Linked DNA regions of Mus musculus: region 1 is linked to region 2. The links are chromatin contacts, called in public HiChIP or PLAC-seq maps. All regions are on one chromosome and are shown on one strand. The core of a region is the stretch at or near the end of the contact, and the rest is flanking DNA. Distances in the headings are between cores, read along the strand shown. Region 1 has its middle 5.7 kb from the start of Gm43837. Region 2 holds the start of Pgm2 (phosphoglucomutase 2).

Evidence for each region. HiChIP or PLAC-seq counts read pairs in DNA pulled down with a chosen protein or histone mark.
Region 1: an H3K27ac HiChIP or PLAC-seq map of microglia shows a contact between it and region 2, with 6 times the contacts expected there. The contact joins the enhancer-like site here to the promoter of Pgm2 in region 2. A contact is called at or near these places in 1 of 484 Hi-C or Micro-C datasets (LSK cells), 3 of 115 datasets of contacts at active chromatin or transcription factors (memory CD8 T cells, microglia and pancreatic cancer cells) and 1 of 9 other capture datasets (embryonic stem cells).

Annotation. Positions count from the first base shown.
Region 1 is chr5:64,370,438-64,374,081 of GRCm38.p6, reverse strand. No RefSeq gene overlaps it. Among named protein-coding and RNA genes, the nearest start is that of Gm43837, 5.7 kb to the left of the region's middle. Within about 2 kb of position 2,256, at least 59 of the 459 cell types and tissues checked have an H3K27ac peak or open chromatin away from gene starts, as enhancers often do. A contact at or near this core is called in memory CD8 T cells and microglia, where this site is marked.
Region 2 is chr5:64,090,571-64,094,336 of GRCm38.p6, reverse strand. It overlaps Pgm2 (phosphoglucomutase 2), which reads right to left and starts at 1,398. Exons shown (of 14, transcript NM_025700.3): 1 at 1,249-1,398. The coding sequence starts at 1,353.

The sequences.
Region 1 (3,644 bases), core at 1,007-3,506, 280 kb before region 2:
CAGGTAAAACAGGATTCCACTGACACAGGCTTGAAATTCCAAAGATGGAGAGCTTCAGGCTGGAATGATCTGAGACTAGAAAGGCTAACTAACCCACTGCAGAGTGAAGGAGAGGGTGTCGCCATATCGCAGAGGATGGCATTGTCATCCGAAGATCATGGTCAGTCAACATAGCTTACTGGAACTGTTGCCAATTCTGGCACACAGCAATTCAAACACCCCCCACTTCATAGATTTGTTGTAAGAGAGTTTAACTTTGAACTCAAAGGTTGTCTTGGGGAGTGGCGAGATGGCTGAGGTCAAAGGTGCTTGCTGACAAACTTCATGATCTGAGTTTAATACCCGGGACCCACATGGTGGAAGGGGACAGTCACCTCTGCAGGTTGTCTTTTGACCTCCACACAAGCACCATGGCATCACGCACATGCACACCACACACACACACACACACACACACACACACACACACACACTCACACACACACACACACACACACTTAATAGATAGATAGACAGACAGACAGACAGACAGATAAATGTGAAAATGAGCTGAGCTACCTCAAAAGTAGAGGAAGTGGGGTTGTACATCTGACACGGGCTAAGCTAACTTTTCAATGTTTTTCATAGTGACATCTGGGTACTCATAGTGGTCTTTGTCTTGAAAAGTCACAAGCCTGGCTGACCTCCAGGTCTGAGTCTCTGGCCTTAATGAAACACCGCAGCTTCTCCGAGGTGCCTCCCCATTATGGCATTAAGAGAGGGCTTAGTACTTAACAATCACGAGTGGCTTTTACTCAGGGTGTAAGAAGGTTGCTCGGATCCAGCTTTCACGCCCACATCCCAGCTGACTAAATGGAAGTAACCTGAAGACCAGATGAACTATTCTTCCTTAGTGCCCAGTGATGACATAGTTGTCTGCCGCTGCAAAGCATGCTGGGAAGGTGGGTCTTGTTGCAAGAAGTCCTCTGCCAAGCTGATACCATGGCATCTTATTATTAGGGAAGAGGGAAAGGGTGATCCTGTAAGGCAATCTCAAATGCTGGGTCAAATGTGGGGTCTGATGATGACCCAAAGCCCTGAGCTCCCCAGGTACCTATGGCTACTTACTGACCTACGTCTGGCTGCCTGTAAAATGTGCCCGCATCGGAAAAAAAAAAAAATTCTGTCCAGGCAAAGGGCGGTAACAGAATGTGGGGAGGAAAAGAGTTTTAGAGCCTCCTCTTTGTTCTGTCTCAGAGGCCCCCATTTTCATGTCCACGGCCATAGCCTTTACCCTCTGCAGCAGCCCCAGGTCCACATGGCGGGTGGTAATGAAGAGATGCTTTAGCAGTCGGCTCTGCAGAGCCAGGCTTCACAATAGGAGCCAGGGCGCATCACAGGTGATTCGTTCTGCTGGTAAATCATTTCTACCACAGCGGTTAATGGAAATGCAGTTTTCATTACAGTAAGGAAATTGAAATCTCAGCCGCCCTTGGTGGGTTCCATCTGGCCATCTTTCATTTCTCATAAGACGCTGTGTTGTTTTCATTCACCCCTCAATTAACCTTTAGCTCGAAGGGCAGGGGAGGCCAGGTGATTGAAGTCCTCAAGAGCGGTTCACATCCAGCAAGAAGGAGGAGGGGCTAGACTTTTTTTTCTCATTTAAGGAGGAGACATTATCCTGGAGGGGAGGTTCCAGATGGGCTGCCTGAGTTGAACATCTGACAGGCATACAGAAGGAGGAGAAATGAAGGCAGAGTAATGGCAAAGTTTCCTGTGTCACTAAAAATTTCCCAGATGTATTGGATAACATCCCCTGGGTGGGGAACGTCTGGGGTATCAATATTATGAATCCACTGTGCCCAAATTCATGAATATCCTACCCATCCAAAGGGTCATGTTAGCAGGTAGAGTCTTTGTGAGGACGCTGGGTCATGGGCAGAGCTCCATGTTCAAGAGAAGTGCCTTTAGGGACCCTAGGGAGATGCTTGTCTCTTCTGAGATGCAAGGGTGCAATAAGAAGAGGCCAAGTTTGAGCCAGGAAGGAGCCCTTGGCAGACATCAAACCTGTAAGCCTTTGTTATTTATAAGCCACCCAGCCTAAGGCACTTTGTTATAGCAGCCCAAACAGGCCAAGAAATATCCTAGGACAAAATATGTTTCCAAATCAGTTTAGCTCTCTGAATTGCAACAATTTGTGGCTGTGTAAATTTTCTCCCTCATTAGAGACAAATGAGCTGAACGAGGAAGCTACAGACTCACTTCCCCTAGATGGCCTCTCTTCTGACTTCTGGGTCACATCCCAGCTCCCTGTGGCTCAGAGGACCCTTGCTGCCTTTCACTGTCAGCTTCTTCCTGAAAGATTTTATTTTTTGCACCACCCACTCAACAGAGTCACAGAGCTAAGAGATTTGTGACAGAGAGAACATCTGCTCAGCCTCAGAAGTCAAAGTGCTGAATCTCATCATTTTGAAAGAGAAAAGGCATCCTCTATTTGGCAGAGACCAGTCTTAAGGTTTTAGTTTGTCTCTGTGGTTTCAGCCTCTGTGTTTCTTATAATTGGATAATAATTTTTTTTCTGACTGCCTTTTTGTTTTTCTTTGCCAAGAGCTGATATTGTGTCAACCACTGTACTAGCTGGTTTTGTGTCAACATGACACAAGCTATAGTCATCTGAGAGGAGAGAACCACAACTGAGGAAATGCCTCTATAAGATAAGGCTGTGGGGCATTTTTTTCAAATTACTGATTGATGTGGAAGATCCCAGTCCATTGTGGGTGGGGACAACCCTCAGCTGAAGGTCCTGGGTTCTATAGTAAAACAAAACAAACAAACAAACAAACAAAAAACCAGACTAAGAAAACCACGAGGAGCAAGCCAGTAAGCAGCAACCCTCCATGGTCTCTGCATCAGCTTCTGCCTCCAGGTTCCTGCCTAGATCGAGTTCCTGCCATGGCTTCCCTTAATGGACCGTGATCTAGGATATGAAAGCCAGACAAACCCTTTCCTCCACACCTTGCTTTTGGTTGTGGTGTTTTAACACAACAGTAGAAACTGCAAGGCAACCATTTACAGTTTCCAGAACATGGCATGGGTAAAATAAGCAAGGCAGGAGAGTTTGGTTTTAGTAGACCACCAGAGTCAAAGGCTCCAGAGTATGCAGGGGATGGCCCTGAATGCTCCAGCTATGACCACAAGGAAGGAGATGAGGACCCCATTTGAGCCACCATGAAAGGAAGAGTATCTTTTCTACACGATGACACCCTCAGGAAGGGAATTGCCACAGTCCTCATTTCTTCAGAATGCCTCATCATCTTCTTTCCGCTCAATCCTCCTCTTTGGAGGAAAAATATTGTGCTATGATTGACATCACTTCACAGGCCCCAGACCTAACTTAGTCCCTAAGAGAGCATGACAAAAACATTTGCAGGCAACATGGAGTCATGCAGGCAGGAATTGCATCTTTACAGTTGGGGCCAACACCTTCTTAAGCCTAGTAGTTGCCTGGCTGTTCACACCACAGGGGCATGGATCTGAAGGAAGGGAAGGGAGAAGTGAGGTAAGGGGGTAGGAAGCACAGAGAACCATATGCTTCTATAACAGGGAACTCTCAGATACCAAGGTTTAAAGAGGAAGGAAGGTTGTCTCTATGTCACATAATCATA
Region 2 (3,766 bases), core at 149-2,648:
TGCAAGTTATTAAGTGATCAGAAATGGAAACAGTTTCCTCCCCTTAAACATCCTGGAATGCTTTATGTTTCCAGGAAAAAAAAAATCCACAACAAAGCAAAACAAAACCTCCCATGAGGCGCTAGCACTGCCATCCTGTTTCCAGGATGGCCTGACTATTCATTTTCTAGGTGTGAGCGAGCAAAGGCCTCTGCTGAGCCTTCCAGCCTCTATCCAGTCACCAAATGTTTCAGGGACCAACTATAGACATGCAGTACGGCACTACGGTACTACGGTACTATAGACCACGGAAAGCAGCAGAGACACACAGCACCAGCTACATAATTTTCAGGGGGGGCCAGTGCACAATTAGAACGAAAGACTCCGTGTTTAACAATAGAGAATCTCAAAGTAGTGCTTTAAAATACGGCTTGGGCCCTTCCCTGAGTACAGGTTCAGTGGATCTGCGTGGGTCTCACCTCCTGAAGTCAGCCCTGGATACCGACAAATTTTAAACAAACAAGCCTGTAAGGGATTGTCTTTCAATTCCAGGAAGAGCAGGGAACCAAAGGCCTGGGCTGTCTAGAGAGAGAGTTTGAGTTGCACTTGGGAGACAGGAAAGATCCGCTAAGTTCACACAGGAAAAACGACAAGAGAAATAAAGTCAGCAGAACACCGGCAAGAGGAACATTGCGGGAAAGCAACAGGACACGCGAAAGCACAGGTCAGAGAGAACTTGTAGAGGGCAAAGGAAGTGATGTCCGGAGCTGGCCGACTGACTAAGACATTACAGGGGAAAGGCGCAGCTGGGGCCAAAGCGTTCCCTGTCACCTTCCCAGTGGAGTGTATGTTCTCTGGAAAACTCCCTGTCAGCCTGGCCCATCAGGGACCCGGTAGTATCCATGAAATCAGAAAAGGTGGTCTGGACTGTGGAGAAGTCCAGGTCCCGGGAAAGGCGGGACAGAGCGGATTCTGAATGGATGAAGATGCTCAGCCCATCACAGAACCTCAAAAACCTTCTCGTGCGTGGACTACCCCGGGTCCCAGGCCCGCTACATTCACTCTCCACCCCACTCCCCGCCCCCCAGCTCGCTCCTCTACCGGGTCTAGCAGCCGGGCGAGCCACACAGCTGTCTCCAGTCCCGCAACAGCTTATGCCGAGCAGGCACCGTGTGGCGAGGCAGGGAAGGAAAGAAGGAAGCTGGGCCCGGCTCCCTGCCGGACAAGCCACGGCGCCCGAGAACCGAAGAGCCGGAGATCGGCCCTTACCTGGTCCCAACGCAGCCACTGCGCGGTCTCCTGGTCCAGTCGCGCGTCCATACCCAAGCCACTGCCTTCCGGAGCCGGTGTCTCTGTCGGTGTCGCCGCCGCCATCCCGCAGCAGTCACAACCGGGCGGAGGAGGCCGGGTCACCCTTCTGGAGGGGCGGGGAGAGGGCGGGGAAAGAGGCGTAGTCAGAGAGCCGGAGGGAAGAGGACGTGCAGCAGCCCCGCCCGGTTCCAGACTCGCCATTAGTGGGTGTGCTTCCCGGAGGGCCAGGCAATTGGGGAGTGCTTTGTTGTTAGGAGAGCTGGAGGCTCGCCTTACTCTAGTCTCCTAGGCCCTACATACCCAGGGTCCTCCAGCAAACATCAAGTATGCATTTGGTGCCCATCACACCTGAGATGCTAGTCTGACTGCGCTGGGAAGCAGAGCACATTGGCGCAGGCCAGTAGCCACATGGCAGAGGCAGGCAGGTCTCTGTGAGTTAGAGGCCAATCTGATCTACATAGTGAACTCTAGACTAACTAGGGGTACATAGGGAGATCCTATCTCAAAATGTAAATTAAATTAGAGAATAGCAGAGGGGGAAACAAATCTTGAAAAAGAAGAGCCAAGTGGGAAATAAATCAAATAGACCAACGAGCCAGAAATGAGATAACACTTGCAAAGACAGTTTATGTCAGAAGAGCAACCGGAAGGACGAGTTGTAATTTCAAGGCACCGGGTCAACTGGATTTTCACACTAGAAAATGTAAAAAGAATGTCGACTCATCCGCCTGAGGTCGCCACACACAAACGAGAATTCCAGGTCAGCTGGGTGATGTATGTGCACACCTGGCTGGGCACGGGGAAGCACAAGCAAGAATGGTTCTGAGCCGCACATGATGCCTTCCTCGCTCCTGCAGTCCCGACTGTTGGGACTGTTGTGAGTTCAGGGCCTGGCCTACAAAGTGAGTTCCAGTTCACCGTGGGTTCCAGTGTGAGATCTCGTCTCAACAAGCAAACAAACAAACAAACAACCCTAAAACGAAAGAAAAAACAATTAAACAAAAAAAATCCAAAGCAGTTAAGAGCACGGGTTGTTCTTCCAGAGCACCTAAGTTTGATTATCAGCACTAGCATGGCTGCTCAGGATGGTCTGAAACTCCAGTTCCAGGGGATCCTGCATCCTTTTCAGACCTCCATTGTCATATATATCCATGGTGCATAGACATGTATGCAGGCAAAATACAAACATACACACACACACACACACATACACACACACAACTTTTTAAAAGGTTTCTAGCAGATTTAGTCGCAAAAAGCTCCAACCATACACATCCAGATTGCCAACAATAGAATGGATAAATATGTAGTGGTATATTCATTCTAAATCATATACATAAATGATGATCGATAAGCCATGAGTTACACAGCCCAGTGAGAATGAAGAACTGTATACAACTTCATGGATGTAGCTCACAACCATCCCATAGAGTGAAAGAATTCAGACCTCTGACAGACATTGGGTCTGACAGACACTGACTAAGAAAAGCACAAAGAAAGAAAACAAATCAGTATTTTCCAGAACTGGATATGGGGATTCACTGCAAAGGTCACTGGGGGTTAAGGGAAGCGACTCTGGGTTTGTGATTTCCTGGATCCAGGTGCTCGTCAAAACTTAGAACCATGGTTACCAGCTATAAGTTATGTCTCAATTTTGAAATTTTAAAAAACTACATTTATCTACGGTGTGTGTGTGTGTGTGTGTGTGTGTGTGTGTGTGTGTGTGCTGTGCCATACATATGGAAATACAAGGATAACTTTAGGAAGTCATTTCTCTTCTTCCACCATAGAGGTCCTAGGGATCGAATTCAGGTTGTCAAGCTTGGTGGCAAGTGCCTTTTGTTGCAGGATATTTAATCATACTCTGAACTCTGAGCTTAAGTTGTTTACTGGAGAAACCTGTTTCTAGTTGTGGTGTGACTCAGTTTTAGCACACACCTTTACACCTTTAACCCCTCTGGCTGGGATACAGACACAACCCTAGTGCTCACCTTTAATCCCAAACAGTGAAGGTAAGGTTAGTTTGTAGAAGGAAGCACCCATGTTTGAAAGTGATGTCTAGTTGAGTGGCAGACAAAGTGATGAATCAGAGAAAGACTTGACAGAACAGAAGAGAGGAAAGAGAGGCTACTTAGGAGAGAACAGTGCAGAGAGAGAAGGGAGAGGGCAGGCTTACTAGGACAGTTATAGAGACAGGTTGTAGAGAGAGGGAGAACAAACTACACACAGGCAAAGACGGAGTTAGTCAACGAGAAAGAGCCACATGACAACAGAGTGTCAGTTAGTATGAGGCCAAGCCAAGCAAAAAGTCAGAGGCTGAGAGAGATGCCAGATTGAATCAGTCAACTTGAAGAGGAGTTTAAGCCAGAACAGCTGAGTCCAACCAGCCAGCTAGAGTTCAGACAGAGTGAGGAGGAGAGATCTTATTCAGCAGCAAGTCTCAGAGGCTGAAAACATTCTAGGCCTAGATAAGACT